Linked DNA regions of Hordeum vulgare: region 1 is linked to region 2. The links are chromatin contacts, called in public Hi-C maps. All regions are on one chromosome and are shown on one strand. Each heading gives the region's core, a stretch centred on a gene start, on an enhancer-like site or on the middle of the called end of the contact. The rest is flanking DNA. Distances are from core to core; before and after follow the strand shown.

The links. A called contact is a pair of places that touch in the nucleus more often than the background predicts.
Region 1: a Hi-C map of leaf shows a contact between it and region 2, with 2.9 times the contacts expected there. The contact joins the enhancer-like site here to the promoter of LOC123444301 in region 2. A contact is called at or near these places in 2 of 6 Hi-C or Micro-C datasets (leaf and seedling).

What each region holds. Positions count from the first base shown.
Region 1 is chr3H:466,508,705-466,513,176 of MorexV3_pseudomolecules_assembly, reverse strand. No RefSeq gene overlaps it. Among protein-coding and RNA genes, the nearest start is that of LOC123440185, 47 kb to the right of the region's middle. Within about 2 kb of position 2,981, at least 2 of the 3 cell types and tissues checked have open chromatin away from gene starts, as enhancers often do. A contact at or near this core is called in leaf, where this site is marked.
Region 2 is chr3H:466,460,213-466,464,210 of MorexV3_pseudomolecules_assembly, reverse strand. LOC123444301 (probable serine acetyltransferase 1) reads right to left here and starts at 1,758. Exons shown (of 1, transcript XM_045120984.1): 1 at 407-1,758. The coding sequence starts at 1,618. The coding sequence ends at 707. LOC123440185 (a long non-coding RNA gene) reads right to left here and starts at 114. Exons shown (of 2, transcript XR_006630294.1): 1 at 1-114.

The DNA of each region.
Region 1 (4,472 bases), core at 1,732-4,231, 48 kb before region 2:
ATAAAGGGCTCCATGAAGCTCAAGCTCCATTAGGCATTTTCGCTGAAAAGAAACTCCTTTTTCTTAACATGTAAATATGCAACCTCAGCATGTCATTATGTTATTTATGTGTGCAAAAAACCACTTCAGCATGCAACTATGGTTTTTTTCTATTATATTATTCTACTTATATATTCAATAAATTTTGAAGATACGCGTTTAAACATCCCCATTTTACTGGTTTGTGCACTTGCAGTAATTATTAACCTAGAGAAATGTTGTTCTCCTTGGTGCTCAGGCAATCAAAAGATATGCTCCCTCATATTTACAACAACAATTAATATGGATGGGAATAAACTTGTAGTTGGATGATTAAAGCATCTATAATCGGATCCTTCACACCCGTTTCAAACGCCCGGTCAGGCCGTCCGGTCACTGACTGGTCACAAAAAATTGATCCAACCGGGCCTCTCAAACCAGCTTCAAATGCCCGGGCTGATCGACACCCCTCACGTTCTTTCCAAATATGGGGTGGATATGGGGGCTCCTGGACGTGACTCGGCACTCTTGCCACGTCCGCCTCACGATGGGGCCACATGCGGATTCGTCCGGAAACCCAACGATCCAACAAACGCCTCCTGTGTCGTTGCAGTGTGAACACCGTGTGGCACCGCATCGGCGGGCCACGTAATCCCTACCCCGGCTATTAAAGCTAACCATCGTCACCAAAACCCTACCCCTCCACATTTTCCTCCTCCCGTCTCCCGCAGTCATCAGCCATGCCCCCATTTCGCCGCCACTACACACCAGAGCACCAGCTTTGGCTCGTTGATTAGGTCCGGATCCAGAGGGCTGCGCGGCTATCTCTGGACCTAGAGGAGGAGGGGTAGAGGAGGAAGAGGAGTAGGAGCCGACAGAGGATGTGACGGAGGAGGAGGAGAAGGAGGAGGAGGCTCCGAAGCTGGATGTGGGGGGGGGGGAGGAGGCATCGACTCTGCAGGAGGACATGGATCTGCGGGCGGAGCGGCATGCCATCCTGGACTCCATCCACTCGGAGTCGGCTCCGTAGGCCACACGTCTTTGTCTACAGGAGATGGAGGCGGGGCGGGTTGCGACGGAGGCGACGCAGGCTGCGAAAGTGATCTTTTGTTGATGTTTACGTGAATTATGCCCGTTTAGTATTCGTTTATATGTTCGTTTCCTGTCGCTTTTGATCGTTTGGTGATCTACGTACTATGTTGCATGGATATAGGGTGCCGATATGAGGTAGGTGGGTGTGGAGGCACAGATTTAGGGAGTGCTCGGTGAGTGTCGACGGATGCATCCGGGCACGTCCGCTGGCATTTGAGGTGTCGGATTTGCCAAGTCCGGTTATAGATGCTCTAACTGGCCAGGCCTGAAATAATACATTCTACAACCGGACACCTCAAATATGATATCTCAAATACATACAAACTCATGCAACTACTACGTCGATGCATTACACACATCGTCCGGCTACTCCATCACTACTAACGTGTCATTGGGCTACCAAAATTTCACATGTTTAGCTATGCCGGACATAATCCAGGGCTGTCCTTCCCCTTCCCGGAGCCCTTGCCACCCTTCTTGTGGAAGTACCAGTCGAAGACAAAGTACAGATCAAGCCGGATCCGCTCGTCATCGGAGTTGTCCTTACCGTCGTTGACCTCCTTCTCCACCTTCGGTGGCAATACGACCATTTTACATACCGCCCGATTATGCTCTCGAGGCGCGTGCACGCGTGTTACTCCACTTTCGTTTCTTTAAAATGCGGGCGCGAATGGCTTTCTCTTCTGCGGCTGCCCGTGCCGCCGCATCAGCCGCCGCCATTTCCTCCATGATACGGGCCTCGGCGGTAATTATCCTCTCCTTCCCACGGCGGGAAGCCCGTTCCCAGTGGGACTCACTGTCTGGCGGACCGGTGATGGGGAAGGAGAGATTTTTCAGCCGCCGGGATCGCGATGGTCCAGCCCTTGAGGACCCGGGCACGTGTTGAGCTGACACGATGGAGTCACGGCGGACATATTCTGCAGCCGATCGGGCGTTGTCCTCACGTGAGCGGCGAAACGCATTGTGGACCGCCGTTGCCTCCTCCAACCTGCAGGAGATGACACCCCACTCGATGCATCCGGACTGGTCGGGGTCAGATCCGCCGCCCTCCATGCTAGAGAAGGCCAGAGATCACCGGAGGTGAGCTTGGGTGACGGATGGAAGTGTAGGGGGGGAGTGAAGTGAAGTGGCTAGGGTTTGGCCCGGCGAGCCGATGATGACATATATATATATGGGGTCGATGCAGGACAACACGAGCCATGCGGACGTGGCGGGTGTGCCCGAGCGCCCCATATCTGCCTCATATTTGGGATGGATATGGGGAGTGTCGGTCAACCCGTTTGAGGGCCCGACTGGGTTGATTTTTTGCTATCCATCAGTGACCGGGCGGCCAGGCCAGACGTTTGAGATACACATGAAAGGTCTGACTATAGATGCTTTTAGAGGGACCGTGGTTTCTTCAACCTATCAGAGTTCAAGTCTTGGTGTTCGTATTATTTTCCTGAATTTATTTTAAGATTTCTAGCTATGCACATTTAGTGGAAGGAGATGTTTTCGTGAATGACGAGGCGTCTACAGTGAGTGCGTAAATCTTAAAATGATATGCAAGATCAGTCTTTTAAAAATGCTTACAAAGATAAGTTGTATGTGTGTACGTTTATAAGGATGAGTGTATTTGCTTTTATGGAATGCTCGTACTGCGTTTACAAAAACAATTAATACCGATAGGAGTAGCAGATCTATTAGTTTTTTTTATAATTGTAAGTTTTTGTTGGTAGCTTAGCAGATTTAGTAGTTTTTTATACCGAAACGTTGGCATTCTAGAGATAGATCGCTAGCTTAAAACGAGGTCCACAAGTAATGTGAGCACAAGTGGATCTCAAAGAATATCATGTCGTCCTCGACCAATTGCTTTGGCACCATCCGATGGTGGCCGTGCTATCGAGCTGTCAAAGTCGCGCAAATACAATCACAGCTCGGCCGAAAGTAACATGTCTGTCCCCCGCATGAAAAAAAAGTAACATGTCTTCGAAGCAAAATCATGGCTTTCACGAAGATAAAAACATACCTTTTACAGAAGTAAAATCATACTTCTCTTAAAGAAAAAAATTACGTTTTTCCCTGTTTTTGGGAGATACGACCGTGCCTTCATTGAAGCATAATCGTACCTTTTAGAAAAACAAAACCGTGCCTTTTGTAAAAAATCAAAAAACACGTTTTATTCGTTTTCGAGGAGCACGATCATGCCTCTCGCATAAATAAAACTGTGGCTTTCGCAGAAGCAAAATCATTTCTCTCGTGAAAAAAAATAGAAAACACATTTTTTTCATTTCCAAGAGGCATGACCGTGCCTTTCACGAACGCAAAACCGTGCCTCTCGCAAAAATAAATAAATAAATAAACGCGTTTTTCCCGTTTCCAAGAGGCATGACCGTGCCTCTCACGAAAGCAAAAAACGTACCTCTTGAAAAAAACTTGCGTTTTTTGCAAAAAAAAAGAGATTTTGTTCCATCAAAAATCTAAAAAAGACCGGTGAAAAACCAAAACACACACAAAAAAACCTGAAAAGTCAAAAACGCGTGCGGAAAATTAAAAAAAGAAATCTGAAGGGAACACTCAGAATGTGACATGTGACGGCGGCTAAACACGCGTCAAGTGATGACGCGTGGGAGTGATCGTTGAGAGATTTTCTAAGGAATGCTCGTTAACTAGTTGTTCCTTCTTTTAAAATCATTAATTTTATTTGTCTAGCAATGTGTATATAGTTAGGCTATTGCTCAAGAGCCTTCTTCCTTTGCTTTTTTACATCTCTCGTCTGCATAGAGAAAAATACCATGTAATTGGGTTATAAGCTTAGTATTGTATTTGTTGTTATCGTAATACTCAAGCTGACGCTGATGAGAGCGGTGCAACTTGGCGCCTGCCATCTCATCAATTATTTACAGCAAAATTTTCAAGTATAAATTCACCTTGAGGTGCTACTTGGTGTTACATAAACAGTTGTAGATCTCATCAAGCCGTATGCACTAGCTTCTCCGAGGAACTCCGAGGAAATAAAGCCACTGAGGTCGACGGTCTTATGGTTTGAAAGATTCCAAAGGCAGAAAAAGTAGGAAATGCATGGGGGGTCGGACATCAGGACACGTTGAATCACAGAGAAACGAATTTTTTGATGAAGTTAGACTGAATCAAAATTCATACAAGTTTACACACAAAAATCCATGGATTTTCCCATGTACAAATCATATAAAACGATACAGGAACCAGCTGCCTCTGCAATAATCACCATCAATCTTTCCCCTCCTCCGGGTTGGATAGGAATAGGTGGAATCCCTTCGGCATCGCCACCACCACACCCCCTTCCTCCTCCTCACCTCGCCGTCGCATGAGGAGACCTGCTGACGAAGTCCAGGCCGGCTCCA
Region 2 (3,998 bases), core at 509-3,008:
AACTAAAACCATGTGCCACCTTTTTGTTTATCAAAAATTTAAACTATGTGCTGCTAGCCTGCTATGATGTTTACCGCCTACTACTCCCTCCGTACTTAAATATAAGTCTTTTAAGATATTTCACTAAGTGTCTATATACGAAGCAAAATGAATGAATCTATAATTTAAAATATGTCTATATAATCCGTATGTAGTCTACTAGTTGAACCTCTACAAAGACTTATATTTAAAAACGGAGGGAATAGATGCTAGTATATGTCATGCATGATCCGTTTGATTTCGCAGATGCTGTCTGGAGGATTTGGCGTATCCAAAGAAAAGGACACATCTGAAAATACATTGGAATTTGGAATTTGGAATTGCAGAAAGAAGTATCAATGAATTTGTCCGGAGACGAGCAATTTGATTTGTACAAACAGCAAAGATGTCATAAAAAATATCTATGCGAGTATTACAAAGCATCAAGGATGCCAGTCTGAGTAGTGACCATTACATCTCGCAAAATTACAGGTACAGGGTGAACTTTCAGTTCAGTACATTTGCCGGCGTTGAGCACGGCCATGCACGGTATGGTTCACCTTCTCCTCACCGGAGGCAGATACTTTCAGACTAGCACCAGTTCACTATTCGAAAGAAAGGGACATGACTGGGCATTAGTATTACAGGTTACAGAGGAGGAGAGTGGCATCTTGCTCGGCTCAGTGTCTCAGATGGTGTAATCTGACCACTGCTGTATGAAGGAGGTATGGTCCATGGACTCCCCTGGCATGTCGTCGCCCTTCTTCCCGCCGATCAGCCTCGCGGGGTTCCCCACCGCGGTGCTCCTCGGCGGCACGTCGATGAGCACCACCGACCCGGCACCGATCTTGGCCCCGGCGCCAATCAGCACGTTGCCCAGGATCGTCGCCCCGGCGCCAATCAGAACGCCGTCCCCGATCTTGGGGTGCCGGTCGCCCACCGCCTTGCCTGTCCCGCCCAGCGTGACGTGGTGGAGGATGGAGACGTTGTCGCCGACGACGGCGGTCTCGCCTATGACGACCCCGGTGGCGTGGTCAAGGAGGATGCCCTTGCCGATGGCGGCGGCCGGGTGGATGTCGACGGCGAAGACCTCGGCGACCCGGGACTGGAGCGCGAGCGCGAGGGCGCGGCGGTTCTGCGCCCAGAGGACGTGCGCGACCCGGTGGGCCTGGACGGCGAGGAAGCCCTTGTAGTTGAGGAGGCAGTGGGAGAAGCCCGCGCAGGCGGGGTCCCGGGAGCGCACGGCGAGGAGGTCGGCGACGGCGGCGGCGCGGATGGTGGGGTGCGCGGCGAGGGAGCCGACGAAGAGGTCGTAGAGGAGCGTGGAGAGGAGGGTGGAGGAGCAGAGCTTGTTGGCGAGGTGGAAGGAGAGGGAGCGCTCGAGCGACGGGTGGGAGAGCACGGTGGCGTAGAGGAAGGAGGCGAGCGCCGGCTCGGCGTCGGCGTCGCGGCGCGCCTCGGCCTTGATCTGGGCCCAGACCCAGGACTCGTCGTTGTCTGACTCCGGGGGCGGGTAGGACGGCACCACGGCGGGGTGGAGGGCCGGCGGGCTGTGGCGGCGCTGCTGGGGATCGGCGCGGAGGGGCTGACCGGCCGTCATCGTCGTCGCCGTCGTCGCGTCGATGGTGTGTGGGCCGTTGGCTTGTGAGGGCGCCGTGACTCTGCGGTGCCGTCCGCGGAACGGGTGTATAGGCGCGGGCCGTGTATAGCCACGTCCCGCGTGGTGGACCAGCCAGCCAGCAGCCAATGAGAATGGAAGCTTATCTCCGACCGGGGCCCAACCTAAGGTGGTACACACGACAGAAGAGCGCGAGCCCGAGTTGCCGAGAGCAAGCGAAGGCGACACGACTGGATGGCGTACACACGGCAGCGCTGACTCTTTCTTTGCAAATAAATAACCTAAATGTTAAAAAATACAGTCCTTTTTAGCTCTCGCAAGCACACCCTTCCTTTACCGTCAGACCGAACCGATCGCGCAACGGTATGCCCAGGTGTTACCCGATCGGATCGGATCATCGCCAGCCGCGGTCAAGCGTGTCGTTTTGTAGTGGCGGGTCCCACAAGGAGGCATGTTCGTTTCTTTCCTCGATGGACCGTTCGAAATCAAAGTGGGGAGATGGAGGGGAGAGGAGCGATGTCGTGCAGTTGCCACATCTACTACCCTAAAAAAATTAGAAAGAGAAGACAGGTCCAACTTAAAATCTACATCGTCTAATCATGTACAATGATGTCAATACTCCGTTAACGAAAATGACTCACTAACGAAACACTAATACCCTCCCCGCTTCTACTCGTCCTACACGTCCTCGGTCAACTGCTCCCGGCCTGGAAAAAGTCCATTTCAAACCTTGAACTGGTAGGGCTTCAGCGAATCGAACCCTGAACTTGAAATCCTTGTCGTTTGTATCCTAAACTTTTAGATCCCGGTCTAAATCAAACTTTGATATCGTTTTAGAAGTAAACACGCTGACGTGGCCATGATTCTTTATGTCTGGTGGGCCAGGTTGCGTTATAATCGCAACGCGCGGTGAGAGACGAGGCCACAACAAAGTAATTGGGGATTTTGGAGTGGGAGGAGTAGGGTTAGGGGCGGCGGTTGCGGATCCTGAGCGGCGCAGCGGCGGAGCACGTTGCGCAGTGCGGCGGCTGATCTGTCCACAGGAATGTCGTGGTCATCGGGTCATTCTGCTGTTGCTGCGCCTGGCTTTCGTCGAGCCGCGGGAAGGAGAGGGGAGGAGTCGAGGTCGCTGGTGCCCTACAAAGAGAGCCCGATGGCTTACTAGCCGGCGAAGCTTTGATGGTGCAATCCTCGTCAGAAGGCGCCAAGATGGATCTCCTTGAGCATTCCTAACTCAGGCATGAGGTACTACGCGTGCGTCGATGCCATGGTGAGTTTGATTTTGATGTTGTTTCTCTTCATTTGTTCTCCTCCCCACTAATTCATTTATGTTACTACAAATTGAACAACATGGTGGTTGTGGATTTGTTGAATGGCATGATGATCCATTGCCGAAGTTTTTGAGTGATCTGATTGGAGATATGCGAGATGAAGTGCGTAGGCTGAGAGGTAGAGGGAATGATTCTCGGTTTGAAGATGTCACTCCATTTGTGGTTGTGCCTAAAGCTCAAATTGGAAGAAAGGTGTTGGCTATCTCTCCGCAAGATCATCTGAAAGAGAAGAATGCAGTGTTGGAAATATGCCCTAGAGGCAATAATAAAATGGTTATTATCATATTTCCTTGTTCATGATAATCGTCTATTGTTCATGCTATAATTGTATTAACAAGAAACAATAATACATGTGTGGATAAATAGATCACAATGTGTCCCTAGCAAGCCTCTAGTTGGCTAGCTCGTTGATCAATAGATGATCATGGTTTCCTGATCATGGACATTGGATGTCATTGATAACGGGATCACAACATTAGGAGAATGATGTGATGGACAAGACCCAATCCTAAGCATAGCACTAGATCGTGTTGTTCGTATGCTAAAGCTTTTCTAATGTCAAGTATATTTTCTTTCGACCGTGAGATTGTGCAACTCCCGGATACCGTAGGAGTGCTTTGGGTGTATCAAACGTCACAACGTAACTGGGTGACTATAAAGCTGCACTACGGGTACCTCCGAAAGTATCTGTTGGGTTGGTACGAACTGAGATCGGGATTTCTCACTCCGTGTGACGGAGAGGTGTCTCTGGGCCCACTCGGTAGAACATCATCATAATGAGCTCAATGTGACTAAGGAGTTAGTCACGGGATGATGTGCTACGGAACGAGTAAAGAGACTTGCCGGCAACTAGATTGAACAAGGTATGGACATACGGACGATCGAATCTCGGGCAAGTTCTATACCGGTAGACAAAGGGAATTGTATACGGGATTAATTGAATCCTTGACATCGTGGTTCATCCGATGAGATCATCGTGGAACATGCGGGATCCACCATGGGTATCCAGACCCCGCTAATGGTTATGGGCC